2 separate regions of the Rattus norvegicus genome follow, and region 2 is linked to region 1. A link is a contact called in public Hi-C data. All regions are on one chromosome and are shown on one strand. The core of a region is the stretch at or near the end of the contact, and the rest is flanking DNA. Distances in the headings are between cores, read along the strand shown.

The links. Hi-C and Micro-C count contacts between places; a contact is called where the count stands out from the background.
Region 2: a Hi-C map of liver shows a contact between it and region 1, with 2.5 times the contacts expected there. The contact joins the promoter of Clk2 here to the enhancer-like site in region 1. A contact is called at or near these places in 8 of 12 Hi-C or Micro-C datasets (the A7r5 cell line, the Rat2 cell line, Schwann cells and 4 more).

What each region holds. Positions count from the first base shown.
Region 1 is chr2:176,818,498-176,821,551 of GRCr8, forward strand. No RefSeq gene overlaps it. Among named protein-coding and RNA genes, the nearest start is that of Fdps, 15 kb to the left of the region's middle. Within about 2 kb of position 1,649, at least 6 of the 93 cell types and tissues checked have an H3K27ac peak or open chromatin away from gene starts, as enhancers often do. A contact at or near this core is called in hepatocytes and liver, where this site is marked.
Region 2 is chr2:176,866,798-176,869,851 of GRCr8, forward strand. Clk2 (CDC-like kinase 2) reads left to right here and starts at 1,626. Exons shown (of 13, transcript NM_001014254.1): 1 at 1,626-1,892. It also overlaps a transcript of Hcn3 not described here.

The DNA of each region.
Region 1 (3,054 bases), core at 399-2,898:
GAATGAATACAATTCATTAGGTGTGTGTGTATTTGTGTGGACAAGTAGGAGTCAGAGGACAACATGGCATTCTCTCACTGTGTGGGATCCAGGAGTCGAATTCAGATTGCCGAGCTTGGTAGCGAACACCTTTGGCAGCTGAGCCATCTCAACAGAACGTTCTTCTTCTTATTACTATTACTTTTAAAAAAATAAGAGTCTTGTGTAGCTAAGGCAGCCTTGATTTCACTCTGTCGCTATGGCTGGCCTTGAATGTCGGATCTTCCTGACACTGTGCACCAAGCACTGGGATTACAGACGTTCATCATCCACCACCCTGTTTTATGTGGTGCTCGGATGGAATCCAGCGCTTCTTACATGTTACGTGAGCTCTCTTCCAGCTGGGCTGCTCTTGCTGTGTTCTTAATATAAAACCACTGGTATGTGTGTGTGTGTTTGTTTGTTTTAACAATCCCCCACACAAACTATACGTAGATGGCTCTCCTAGGACAAGCATGTGCTTATCCCAAGGATGGGAGGAGAAAGGCCATTAACCCAAATCATCATGGACAAATTAACTAAAGCAAGCAGTTAATTTAAGCAAGCTACCTTGTTCCTGTACACGAGATGCCTCCCACTAAGGCAGAGTTTAAGATGTGAGGAAGACAGGGATTTCATAACTCAGGGAATTTCCAAATGTGGGATTTGGTGAGCAAATTAGAGAGGGTTACAGGAGCAGGACATACGCAGAACAAGTTGGTCCTGATGACCTCCTGAATCAGAAACATGGGGGCAAGGTGAGCATAACGGGCAGTCACAGCTGGTCATACAAAGGTAGTATTGCGAGATGATGTGAGGCAAGCACATGATCGCCATTTCTGCAATAGACAGTACAGAACCATTTGTAGTCAAGGTTACAGGTGGGGCAGAGCCAGTCCTTGAGAAACAGAGGTTTAGTCATAAGCTGGAATGAACCTGGTTTCTCTTACAATGAAATAGACCCCAGGCTGGTTCTTCACATGGCCTTGGCTTCCCAGGCTCTCACTGTTTCTGAGGTCAGGAGTTAATCATGTTTGTTATGGTCTGGCACACACATACACACACACACACTCACACACGCGCGCACACACATACACACACACCCCTCCGAATAACTGTAGCTATTTTGTTCCATGCCTGACAGCTATTTCATATTGTTGCTGTAACACGCCTGCCCATCATTGACACAGAAATGGCTTGGCTCAAAGACAAGCTGATTGACAAGCTGACCACACATCCTGTTTTGTTCTGTATGTTCTGAATGTCCTGTATGAGGTTTGCTACTCTATCTATCTATCTATCTATCTATCTATCTATCTATCTATCTATCTATCTCTCAAATGTATATGAGTACACTGTAGCTCCCTTCAGACACACCAGAAGAGGGCATCCAGTTCCGTTACAGATGGCTGTGAGCCACCATGTGGTTGCTGGGAATTGAACTCAGGACCTCTGGAAGAGCAGTCAGTGCTCTTAACCACTGAGCCATCTCTCCAGCCCACCATTGACATTTTTAAAAAAGTTTTTTTTTATCTTATATTTACAGGATGCTGCCTGCATATGTATCTATATGGCATGTACGTACCTGCTGCCTGAAGAGAGTCAGGAGAGGGGGTGGATTCTCTGGTGTGAGCCACCGTGTGGGTGCAAGGTCCTCTGTAAGAGCAACTAGTGCGGGGTTGGGGATTTAGCTCAGTGCTAGAGTGCTTGCCTAGGAAGCACAAGGCCCTGGGTTCGGTCCCCAGCTCTGGGAAAAAAGAACCAAAAAAAAAAAAAAAAAAAAAAGAGCAACTAGTGCACTTCGAACACTGAGGCACTAGTACAGATGCTTTAACCAGCCACTCTTCAGGAATGCTGATTGATTGGCAGTCCTCACCCCCAAGACAGGGTTTCTTCTGGCTGTCCTGAAACTCCCTATGTAGACCAGGCTGGCTGCAAACTCAGGGTCATCCTCTGTTGGGAGTAAAGGTCATGTGCCACCACGCCTGGCTCTCATTGGCTTCCAATCAGAAAACTCTTTTGGTGGCTCCAGATGGCAGCTGGTCACAAGATCATAGTATGACACTTGAAACTTCCAGTTAATAATTTATCACGCATCCATGATGAAATGGTTATGAGGAACCCTGACAGTACTTCAGGCTGCCCTACAGGTGGCCTGCCCAGCTCCATGGAGACAGAATTATTTCGTACTCAGGACTTTTTTTTTTTTAACATTTATTTATTTATTATGTATACGTCATACAGCTTTCTGCCTGCATGTATGCCTGCAGGCCAGAAGAGGGCACCAGACCTGATTATAGATGGCTGTGAGCCACCATGTGGTTGCTGGGAATTGAACTCAGGACCTCTGGAAGAGCAGACAGTGCTCTTAACCTCTGAGCCAACTCTCCAGCCCTTTTTTTTTTTTTTTTTTTTTTTTTTTTTTTTAACCTTTTTTTTTTTTTTTCCGGAGCTGGGGACCGAACCCAGGGCCTTGCTAGGCAAGCACTATACCACTGAGCTAAATCCCCAACCCTTTTTTTAACCTTCTTAAACCTTGTTTTATGCATCTCTATCTGGGCGTTCCTGAATATACTTTTTTTTAAAAAAGAAAAAAAAATAAAAAGAAATAGAGAGACTATTTTGTTTATTTAGGTTTTTCAAGACAAGGTTTCTCATTGTAGCCCTGGCTATCCTAGATCTGTAGACCAGGCTGGATTCAAACTCAGAGATCTGCCCACTCCCGAGTTAGAGACAGTTTATTAAAAAAGGAAGAGGTCTGGACATAGTGGCATACTCCTTTAATTCCAGAATTTAAGGGGCAAAAATGGGTTTATCTTGGGGCTGGGCTTTTAGCTCAGTGGTAGAGCGCTTACCTAGGAAGCACAAGGCCCTGGGTTCGGTCCCCAGCTCCGAAAAAAAGAACCAAAAAAATAAAAAATGGGTTTATCTTTATGGCTTCAAGGCCTATCTGGCCTACATAGTGAATTCTAGGGCAGTCTGTCTCAAAGAATCAAAAAAAAATTAAAAAAAAAATAACAAAAGGCAGGGAGGGGA
Region 2 (3,054 bases), core at 376-2,875, 48 kb after region 1:
GAGGACGTTAGTAGAATGTTGAATGGCCTGACACAGAGTTACAGGGCAGTTATGAGTCACCATGTGGGGGTTGGGAATTGATATAGATCCTTTGGAGGAGCAGCCAGTGCATGTAACTGCTGGCTTATCTCTCCAGACCCTCAAACACAAAACAAGAAACCAAAAAAATGACTTTGCTTTTGAGACAGAGTGTCAGTGTGCAAGAGCTGGGTTTAAACTCATCATGTAGCAAAGATAACCTTAATCCTGCCTCCATCTCCCATGTCCTGGGATTGATTCCATGTGTAAATTGTATGTGTGGCTCTCTTGCCAGGGCACTCTGGGTAAAAGACAAGTGCTCTATCAACTAAGCCACATCCTGAACTAGTTTGTTTTTGAGACAGTCTCAACACTGTAGTCCATGCTGGCCTTGAGCTCCTTTAAATCGTCCCACCTCAGTCTTATGGGCATGAACCACCATTTTTTTTTTTTTTTTTTTTTTGGTTCTTTTTTTTCCGGAGCTGGGGACCGAACCTAGGGCCTTGCGCTTCCTAGGTAAGCGCTCTACCACTGAGCTAAATCCCCAGCCCCATGAACCACCATAATTACCTACTGCTTCTTCCTTTTTTTTCTTCTTCTCCTTCTTCTTCGGTAATATTTAGTAAACTGGGACTGGAGAGATAGATGATTCAGTGGTTAGGAGTTCAATATTCTGGAGGATCCACATCCACAATGGCCACAATGGCCAGCCCACAACTGCCTGTGACCTCAGCTTCAGGGGATTTGACTCCTTCTTCTGACCTCATGAATACTGAAATGTACATTCCCTGCTACAGAAACATAAGTAAATTTTTTTTTTTTTTGGTTCTTTTTTTTCGGAGCTGGGGACCGAACCCAGGGCCTTGCGCTTCCTAGGTAAGCACTCTACCACTGAGCTAAATCCCCAGCCCCGAAACATAAGTAATTTAAGGTAGATCTAAAAAGAAAGATGAGGGGTTGGGGATTTAGCTCAGTGGTAGAGCGCTTGCCTAGGAAGCGCAAGGCCCTGGGTTCGGTCCCCAGCTCCGAAAAAAAAGAACCGAAAAAAAAAAAGATGATTTTGAACATTTGTACTTAATATAAATTAGCTAAACCACAATGGTTCCCCATTCTGGCGTCTAATTTTCCTTCCTCTCTCGCTATGCACCTGCCCGAAACATGAAAGGCTTTTGTGCAGGACAAAGAGGGAGCCTTTCTTTGCTAGCGTTCGGCAGCGGGAGGGTATGTTTTTTAAGTTTTGTTTGAAGAATCAGACTTCAGAAAGCCTCACAAGAGTCCTTTGCCCAACAGTGATACAATGTAAATAATCCTTTAAACAGCCAATATGAAATAAGCTACAATGTCTTCCGGTGAAGAGCAAGAGGAAGGTGTCAAGGGAAAGGATAAAAGGAGTAGAGACCCAACAAACACACGACAAGTTCCTGGTGTCTCCGGACCCACACCCTGAGCCGGACCCACAGCTTCTTGAACTCTGGAGAGTGGCACACCACCCGGAAAGGCCCTGCGTGTGTGGGCGGAGCCCATAAGAGGCTGGGAAGTGACGCAGTACGTGCGTGCGTGCGTGCGTGCGTGCGTGCTCGCTCACGGCGGCGGCGGCGGCGGCGGAGCGGAGAGGCCAGAGCCGGAGACCGAGCTGGGATCGGGCCCCGGGCGGGGGCGGTGCGAGAGGCGCCGAGCGGATCCTGGGGGCGGGGACGGAGCCCGGGCGGGCGGGACTGGAGCAGAGCCCGGGAACGGGGCGGGAGGTCCCAGGGCCCCGGGTTGGGGGGTGGAACCGCACTTCGTCGCCGCGGGGGTGCCGGGACTCCGGCCGCAGTGCCGCCGCCATCACGGACTTCCTGTGGGACAAGCGCACGGGCCTCGCCGCCAGAACGGTGAGCGCGCGGGCTGGCGGACCTTGGGGCCGCGGAAAGATGGCTACCGCCAGACGGGCGGCAACGGGATATGGAGACATTAGGAGTGTTGGGCTCTGGAAGCAGCAGATTAGCGAGATGAGAGGGAGGGAGGTCGACGTGCTTCTGTGTAGTAGCAAGACCTACAGTATAGTAAACTTGGAGGAGCTGTAGAAGTGATGAGGTACAGACAGGAGCGATTCCAGACGTGCAAAAGTTGGACCAAGGGTTTAATATGAACCGAAAAGTGTTAAGATGGCAGTGTAGAGGAAGAGTTTGACTCTAGGGAATTATTCCGGCTTTTTTGAGTAAGATAGGAAGAAAAGTTTAGAAGTTGAGGAAGCTAAACTAGATATGCTTTTCTAGGAAAGGCCGCAGTGACTTTGTTGGTAGGTCTCCAAAGTGAGATGGCATTTCTATTCATTAAGTTAAGATTGGGTTACCTGGCAAAGTCTAGTGCTTGCGTCTTCTCAGTTTCCTTCCTGTCAGCCACTTTAGGCCAATGTACAGTAGGTTACTTTCCTTAATTTAAGAAGGTTGTGAGGAAGCGGCAGAGAATGGCAACCAGATGTTGGAGTCAAAACTACAGACCTCATGTTGTCAGTCTTGGACCAAGACTGTCCCAGAGGCTCATCTTACTCAGATCGTCCTGTGCTTTTCCTGGATTATAACAGTGATTTCGCTCTGATTTTTCCCCTTTGACTAAAAAAGGATTCATGAATCTTAGTCAGTCCATTTCATTTAATGGAGACCCAGCTGCCAGCCAAATATTACTGATATTAATTAAAAAGTACTTAGTAGGCTAGGGTTATAGCTCAGGTGATGTGGTGGTGGTGGTCATGAAGAAGTCCTGGGTTTATCTCCAGTCTGTGTAAGCCCCAGCGCCATCATGAGGCTGGTCTGTAATTTCTGCACTTGGATCAGAAGACATTCAGGGCCATCCTAGGCTACAGATCAAAAAAATCGAGGCCAGCTTAGGATATGTCAAGTGTGGTCTTGCAAGTCGTTCATCCCAGCACTCAGGAGACAGAAGCTAACAAGATCTCTGAGTTCAAATTCTGCCAGGTACTTAGCAAGTTTAGCTCAGCCGGTTACATAATGAAACCTTGTCTCAAGAAAGAGAGGGCACAGGGGAGCAAGCTAG